Linked DNA regions of Xenopus laevis: region 2 is linked to region 1. Evidence: chromatin contacts called from public Hi-C data. All regions are on one chromosome and are shown on one strand. Each heading gives the region's core, a stretch centred on a gene start, on an enhancer-like site or on the middle of the called end of the contact. The rest is flanking DNA. Distances are from core to core; before and after follow the strand shown.

The links. Hi-C and Micro-C count contacts between places; a contact is called where the count stands out from the background.
Region 2: a Hi-C map of the XL177 cell line shows a contact between it and region 1, with 2.9 times the contacts expected there. The contact joins the promoter of cfap52.L here to the promoter of fbxw10.L in region 1. A contact is called at or near these places in 2 of 4 Hi-C or Micro-C datasets (the XL177 cell line and the XTC cell line).

What each region holds. Positions count from the first base shown.
Region 1 is chr9_10L:52,099,197-52,103,321 of Xenopus_laevis_v10.1, reverse strand. fbxw10.L (CMT1A duplicated region transcript 1 protein) reads left to right here and starts at 2,346. Exons shown (of 14, transcript XM_018235455.2): 1 at 2,346-2,426.
Region 2 is chr9_10L:52,237,900-52,242,024 of Xenopus_laevis_v10.1, reverse strand. It overlaps cfap52.L (cilia and flagella associated protein 52 L homeolog), which reads left to right and starts at 2,435. Exons shown (of 14, transcript NM_001095991.1): 1 at 2,435-2,510. The coding sequence starts at 2,453. It overlaps tbc1d24.2.L (TBC1 domain family member 24-like), which reads left to right. Exons shown (of 7, transcript XM_018235469.2): 7 at 582-1,906. The coding sequence ends at 727.

The sequences.
Region 1 (4,125 bases), core at 1,097-3,596:
CAAATAAACAAAATACAGTTGTTGCTTCAGGAATTACATTTTACATGGTAGAGTGAATTGTTTGCAGTGTCAACAGTGTAAGTTAGAAATAAAACCTACACCATAAAAATCATGACAGATTCCTTTAAAAGTCTGCTCAAAGCAGGAATTATGTGCAAGGCTCTAAAGCAACATACATCCCATGGCACTCCTTTCTATGCATCATAAATGAAGAACAGTAAAGAAGGTGCACTGTGGGCAACAAAACATGAAGCTTTGTGCCATTGTTTTACACTTTGCCCGTGTAATAACACCTGTATGGTCATTAAATATCACCTCTTCCTTTTCATATCTGCTACTAGCTGCCATGTCCATAAGCAAGCACATATTGTATTCTAGTAAAGGCTCAGAAGGGTAAGGCAGTGTTATCACAGGGGTGTGTTCAGGAAGGGCACATTTCACTGTGCATATTTACAGAATAAGATTATTACCAGGTCAGCAGCAGGAGCCATTCTGCAGCTATCTCTGCATTCGGGGGAGGCATTTAGTTGTCTTTAGAGTCTTTTGGCTAACACTTGCCCTATGAAAATATGAAAAACCAAATGCAAAACTAAAGCCAGCAGCTCGTTATATAAATGGTGTACAGCTTTTTCAAACCTAGTTCAAGATTAAGCAGGACCCCAAATGCCCCATACATGATCTAATAATTGCTGACTTGGTCTAGAGAGGGACCCAGTCAGCAACTTTTATTGGCCCATGTAAATCTTCCAATATATATAAAATTTTCTCTCTACTCTTTGTTCTAGTTTAAAACTCTGAACTTTAACCCAGTTGTCCACTATATGAACACAGTAAATTATCCAGTGTGCAACTTTCTCTCACTATTATGCCTTTTAGCATGACTCAAGAACCAATATAATTACAGCCGTCAGGGATAAACCCAAACGGAAGCTGATGCAATGACCAGAAACATGCTGCTGAATAGTGTACTGGAATCCCTTAGTCATAGTAAAACGCACAAACGAGACAAATATATAACATTTTCTCTCTACTCTTTGCCCCAGTTTAAACTCTGAACTTTGGCTGAGTTATCGCCTATATGTACACTAGTTCACTAGTGTATTGGAGTCCCTTTGTTGTCATGACATGCACTGTATTACAAAAGACATTTTATTTCCCAAAACAGAACTTTTGACAGTTGGGTTAAGAATTTTGCCAATACTGTTTGTTGCAGGATCAGTATTCGACAAGATGCAGAGAATCTTGCAATTTGATTGCTTTCTGACAGAACTGTTGTTTGGTGTGAATGTGCCTGGCCCCTGAAATTGATCCCTTTGGCCAATCTAACTCAGATTAGCAGAAACACAAAAAACCATGCCAAGAGACAAACACATTTTATGACCCTCGTTAGGTGACCCTTTGTCCATTTTGACTGGTCGTATCAACCAGCCCACAAATACTCTGGACACACTTCCACCATAGAATCCCATCAATTGGCCCACAAGTTGATTAATACAATTTGTACATCCAGACACAGCTACATGAGGATGTTCCAGATTAAAAGTAGGGGACAAACGGCAGCTGAGTTCTCTATCCCCCACTGTATATATCAAGGAAGAACCCTTTTAAAATACACAGCTCTTCCCTGAAAGGTCTGCCACTAAACACATGGATATTAGTTGTTTGGTCAGGCAGGCTGAAAAATGTAACTCGGCTTGGCTCAATTAAACAGGAATATTTGTTGGCCTATAGACAATCTGACGGTAGTAATAAAACTATGTCGGTAAAGCATGACTGGTTCCTAATGTGCATCACAGATATCCAACCAAACAACAATTGGTCATTTACAACTGCAATTAAAAACACAATCTGCCTTGTTAACACCTAAAATGCAGCATCTTTCCCCACGATTCCAGCATAATTGAGGTCTTTGAGGGGGGTTAAGTCCAATATGTCAAAACACATACAGTGAAAATATTAATCTGGATGTTATCAAAATGGTGGCTACAGGTCTTATTCCTTGGTTATATGATGAAATCTCCATGTAAAAAAAGGAATCATTTGCAGTGTTCAGTTTAAATGTTACCTTAACCCGATCAACTGCTCACAAAAACAACAAAGAATCAAGACACCCTTTATGTCTTTTTTTTAACTATTGTATACATCTTTAATTGCACAAGCAATTTCTATGGCAACTTTTTTCTTTCCAGTCGAGCTTTAGTCATAGAAGGTCCTTGGTTATACACCTGGTTATGCACACATCCACTTCCATTCAGATCCTTTCTATTATATGGACAGTTTAAAGTTGAAATCATATGTGGAAGGTTAGTGCAGCCCCCCTCACCCCAAACCGCAGCAGTGTAGCATTCTCCTGGAGGTTCCCCCCCATTGGAGAAGCAGTTATAGTAACTGTTACTGGCTGTTGGATACAGGGCTACATTGGAATGGTGAGCTCCCACACTAGATTTTAGCTTTGCCAGAGCTATGCGCCGTTAACTGATGGGTAAATATAAGGCCCATCACGTCTTTCCCCAGTTTGTTGGTGTGTGTGCCATGGGCAACACATATAACACAAGTGTGATTATACCTTCTGGTTTGGTCTGTTGGCGCTTTCCTGTTCTGGAAATACTTGTAGGGCTGGTTGTTACTGCCCTTTGCTCTCAACACATACATGTAGGTCATCACGAACCTAAATGAAAGCACCTAAAAATGTGCACTGTTTTAGTTAGACTATAGGGACTAAGACTATATTTGCAGGGCGGGGCACAAAGTGTAAAAATTGGTGCCATCCACAATGTTTTTTGTTAATACTGTTTAATGAATACAGAGGTGACAGCAATAGGCAGTGTTGTATTCATGCAGTGTTCGCCCCAGAAAAAAAAGGTGATGGGTGGGAAATAAAAATTGCATGCCCGCTCCACCACTCCCCAGCCTTATTAGAGCAGTTTTCTGGGGAAGCCAACTGGACTGATAAGCCGATAGGGAAAATAAAGCACATAGTCCTGCAGTGATTGCAGGCTGCACTGGAGCCCTGTAATAACCTCATGTCTCCTGACAAATGGCAAGGACAGGTCTGGCTTGCGTCTGTCAATGCTGTGCTCTGCACCTCATGCAAGATTTTTTCATATAAATAACACATTATGCAGAGTGCAACCAGACCTGAGAAGACATGCACTTTGAAATAAGTGGGGTGTTTTTGTGGCCCTTAGTGCACAAGGTATTAGTAAAGGGCCGCTAATAAGAAAGTTGCCTCTTTATTGACAAGCAGAATGCCATGCTATATTTTAGGCACACTGGAAGGGAAGTAACTAGGGGAAGGCGTCAAAGACAGCCGTCCAGGGCACAATAGGGGTCAGGGAAAGCAAAAACAGACAAATGGGGGTGGTGGTTTGAATGAGTTTTGGTATGCCTTCTGTGATAGCGGGGGGTGTTGTTTAAGCAAAAGCGCAAACAACTGGTGCTGGGGGTGAACCAAGCATTCTGGTGAGGAGTAGAGGAGTGGGAGATGAGTAGGCCAAGTAGTATTGTCTCAAACAAATACTGTTTGGCCCAGCTCTGCTTACTGGTCCTTTCTCATGTTCCAGATCTGAGGGTTGGTGCTATAAATCTGGGTGATTGCCTCGTTTTTGTTGAGCTTTTTATATATATACAATGATGACTCCGAGAAATACTCTGAGTACAAAACAGTCTTGTACGAAGGATCTGTTGAACTTTAGATATACTGTACATACATATCATAGTTTTGTATAAAACAACTTTGTAGGAAAGAACTGATGAACTCAATTGCATAATGTGTTTAGGGCTTCTGCTAGTTCATTATGTAGTTATGACTTCTCATAGAAACTTTCTTTATGATAGCTAGGGGCAGAATGCTAATAGCATTGATAAGATAAGCTCTTGGCTTGTGTTTGTTTTTGCTGGGGACCTGGCAAGTTCTTGATGAGCACATAAGAAGGAAGATATTTAGTTGAAATGGGCTCCAAGTGGTTTTAATAAGGATATGAGCTCATTGTTTATTAGAGCATATAAAAGTGGAGGGTCCCGTTTTGTTGGCTGAGATCTCTCCTGTGGTGCAATCGGGCGTGCTGCCGAGGGTCCTTGTTTTCCCATTTGAGAACTCTCTGTCGACTGAATCGGGATCTCCCA
Region 2 (4,125 bases), core at 1,186-3,685, 140 kb before region 1:
CAACGTTTCCCCACAAGATGTCTCCATGTTAGAGGAGGAAGCAGGCCCCCCCCCCTTCCATTTGTTCCAGGAATTTCTTATTACAGGTGCACCGGTGACTGTTGCCCAAAACTAACAGCAAATTAGAATATGTAGCTGGGAATTCAAATTTGCATCATTGGCAAGGGAAACAGAAAAACAGACCTTGAATGGAAACATTTTTGGGAAAGAAAAACACAAGACATCTTAGGTGGCTGAGGTTGCTGGGACTTGCAGTTCTTAGCAACAGGAGAGCTACAACTTTATGCTTTTATATTATTTGGCAACCAGGCCTCAAATTGCACCACTTAGGACCCACTCATGTGCCATTGCCCTGAATGTTGTGCAAGGTGCAAGGTACAGTGCTATTGGTGCAACTCAGCACCTGCCTGCTGTAGGGGGGGGGGTCTACAAATTGCTCTGTCTGCCCCACAAGTGCGCATCTGCGTTTATTGTGTTAAATACAAAGTTTCAGGGGTGTAATACCAGGTTTTTTGGCAAGCTTGGTCCTAGTTTAGCACGGGCCGTAAAACTATAACACTAACTCTGATATCCCCTTTCAGGTGGTGGAGGCGGCCAAGCTCTGAATATCGATGCTAACCTGAATATTGGAAGGACAGAGCACTGTGAGACATTCGACAACCCCCCTCTCTGCGAGGAGAACTTCCACATTCAGCACTTAGAGGTTTGGGGGTGCCAGAATTCCTGATCCAGCTCTCGGAAACAATATGGAGCACAACAGTATCATTCCAACCAGGAATCTCTAGGGCAGTGGTACCCAAACTGTGGGATTGCTCTCCCCCCCCCGGGAAACTGGCTTTGTTGGGGCCGGGGGCCCCGTCTAAAGCCCAGCATTATGGTGAGAGTATGATTTTGGGGTGACCACTAGGGTGCTGCCCAAGATATCCTTGGTATTGTGCTCAAATGGCTGATACAGTGATATAATTTACCTTGTTTAAAACTAAAGAGGGCCCCATGGATCTCACAGAGGGGTATAACCTAAAAAGTCTGGAAACCACTGCCTTTGGGGATATTTGTGTGGATATATATGGGACATATAATCTGCGACCATTTGGACTGTACAGTTTATATTACAGCAGAGCCCAGAGCTGCAGTCATATTCCCCTTTGTATCCTATAGATACACCTCTAAGCCTCCAAAAGGGGCAGAAAGCTAATTTCATGCCCATGTGAGATCTCAATGCATTGCTGAACTAAACTCCCCAGTGCCCCCTGTGGTACAGCATGCTGAGAATTGCAGTTCTGCTGAGAAAACCACCTTTTTCGACCGAATATGTAATTTAACATCATTTATTGCTGTCTTCCCATCATCGCGCAGCCTTCAATATAATTGTAGCACTTTTACCCCTCCCAGCATTATCACAGCACCATTAAAAATGACTGAGCATGAGTTAGCCACACCCATAGATCTAACATTAAAGGCACACCTATACAATGTTGGCTTCATCTTTTATGTATAAAAACTTGCTGTGTGCCAGGGGAAACCGCAGATCATTATTATGAGTCGCACCTGCCAGTGATTATTAGTACTAGAATATGTGCACATGTATGCCTTTTATTACATAATCAATAATAAGCTTCCACGTCAGATAAACAAAGTCCGGCCTTGAGCCAACTCCTCTATGGAGCAAGGTAGGGGGCCTTTAATAAAAAAGCTTGCTGTATCACTGGCTGAGCAGAGAGGGAGAGAGGGTATCAGACAATTGGGTGTGGTTCAACTGGAACCTGCTGTATCACATCTGTAGAATGACTTACTGCGTTACGGTATTCTGAGCTGCTTTAATTAATTTGCTTTTCTATTATTCCTTTGATATTGTTTGGCTTATTAGAGAGTGTTAATGAAGATGAAAAATAAAGTTTAATGAGTGTTTCCTTTTTTTTCATTATAAAAGACAAAACCTCCAACTCTCACAGGCTTGTTTTGGAGGGAAAGGGTTGAGACCTTCAGGGAGCCATGAGGGCTAAGTGATTTGCAGCTTGTAAATTATTTTGTAAGCAGCCAATCACAGTAACTCTGCCCAGAGGCCACACCTCTGATTGCATCCAAGAGGCTGCAGTGGCTGTTAGATCCCAGCAGGGGCAGTGGTTTGCCCACACAGTAATATAAATAAGAGCTGCCACACTGTTTCCCTTGCACAATGTAATTATCAGATTACATGCATATATACTTATATGTAGTAGTACCCCTAAGTCGACAGGTGATCACATACTGATAAATTAATAGAATTATTACAGAAACACATAGCAAAACATGTCGTCAAACATACTGCGCATGAATTTCAGGTTAGCGCATGCGCAGGAAAGGTGAGACTGGCTGGCGGTAGTGCGCAAGCGTATAGTTTTGGTTGCCTGGTTACAGGTAAACAGGGGATAAGTTGAGGGTTGCTGGGCGACGAGAGAAGCAGAGAGCAGTGATGGCTGGACAGGGAGAGGAGAACCGGCTGGAGTTGCAGGGGATCATCGGGTTTAACGGTGAGAAAAGGCGGGGAGGGTGAACTGCGGCGGATGGTGGGTGGGGTGGTCACGGGCCTCACATTTGAGGCTCAAGGGAGACCAACCATTTGCGCTGGCAGCAGGTACCCTCCTGGTAGGAAGCAACTGGCCCCTGGGTATACGATATCCATTCAATAATCATACTGATAGGATCTGCATTAATAATAGCCATTTATATTCTCTAACCTGCTGCATCACTCCATAGAAATCATTACAGCCTGCAGCATGCGTGAGATCGCGATCAGCTGCCCTGCCAGGATAGTGGGAAATCCCTTTCATCCCCTTCTAAAGAACTTGCAGGAAAGGCGTTTGGCCCCCAGCCTCTTAAAAACAAGAGCATATAGTTTGCAAAAAATCCTTGGAGGGTGCTGGGAGTTGGAGCTGAACATGAACTTCAGGGGGCAGATTTATCAAGGGTCGAAGTGAATTAGAGGGAATTCAAAATTCTAAGTAATTTTTTTGAATACTTCGACCATCGAATAGGATACTACGACTTCGACTGCGAATTCGTTTCGAAGTAAAATCGTTCAAATATTCGACCATTCGATAATCGAAGTACTGTCTCTTTAAAAAAAACGTAGACTTCAATACTTCGTCGAAATTAAACCTGCTGAAGTGCAATGTTAGCCTATGGGGACCTTCTAGAGCAGTTTTCTAAGTTTTTTTGAAGTTGAAAAAAATTGTTTGATCGATGGATGAAATACTTCGAATCGTTCGATCGAACAATTTTACTCTGACAGCAAAACGGTCAAATTCTGTGAAAAAAACTTTCGACTTCGATATTCGAAGTCGAAGTAAAGCCATTCGATGGTCGAATTTCGAATTATTCCTTACTTCGAAATTCGACCCTTGATAAATCTGCCCCCAGGTGTTGCAGAGTGGAAATCACTGATTTATGTAATTCCACTCCCCAGATCCTGCCTTTATAACTCCAGTGATTTCATGAGAAACTCACAAGGGGGGGGGGGTTTACTAACATACGGTTTTAATGTTGAACCAGTGCAGTAACCCATAGCAACCAATCAGATCTTTGTTTTCCCAGCCAATAAAACCTAATTACTGGTTGGTTGCTATGGGTAACAATTGGGTAATCAGCAAATCAGCCTTTGTTTTTTTTTTGTGACTTCATTATTTTATTTTAAACGGCAATTTCCTAACTAAGCAACTTCCAAATAGCCATGCATTCCACGTTCTCATTGGGTTTATAGTTATGTGTAAACATCATTGCTGTTGTCTGTCTGTCCCTTTCTGTTATCTGGGACTCAGGAGTTCAGAACCAGCAGTGCAGCGATTATAAACAAACACTGCTTTTAATATGGTTTTGTGTAAGGTTCACATTAAATTGGCACACTACATATAAAGGGACAGTTGTAGAGATATGGGGCAGGTTCCTACAAGCACGGGGGAAGGGGGTCAAGAAGGAGATCCCCAGGTCCCCCGAGGAAGGAGCAACCCTCTGGGCGGGTGAATTATGAGAGGTAATTTGGGGTGTGTGTGACGGAGCTGTTTGGTATATACATGGAGATGAGACTGCTGATAAGAGGGAACGGGGGAGGGGAGACAAGGGTCTCACACACAGGGAGCTGTATGATGG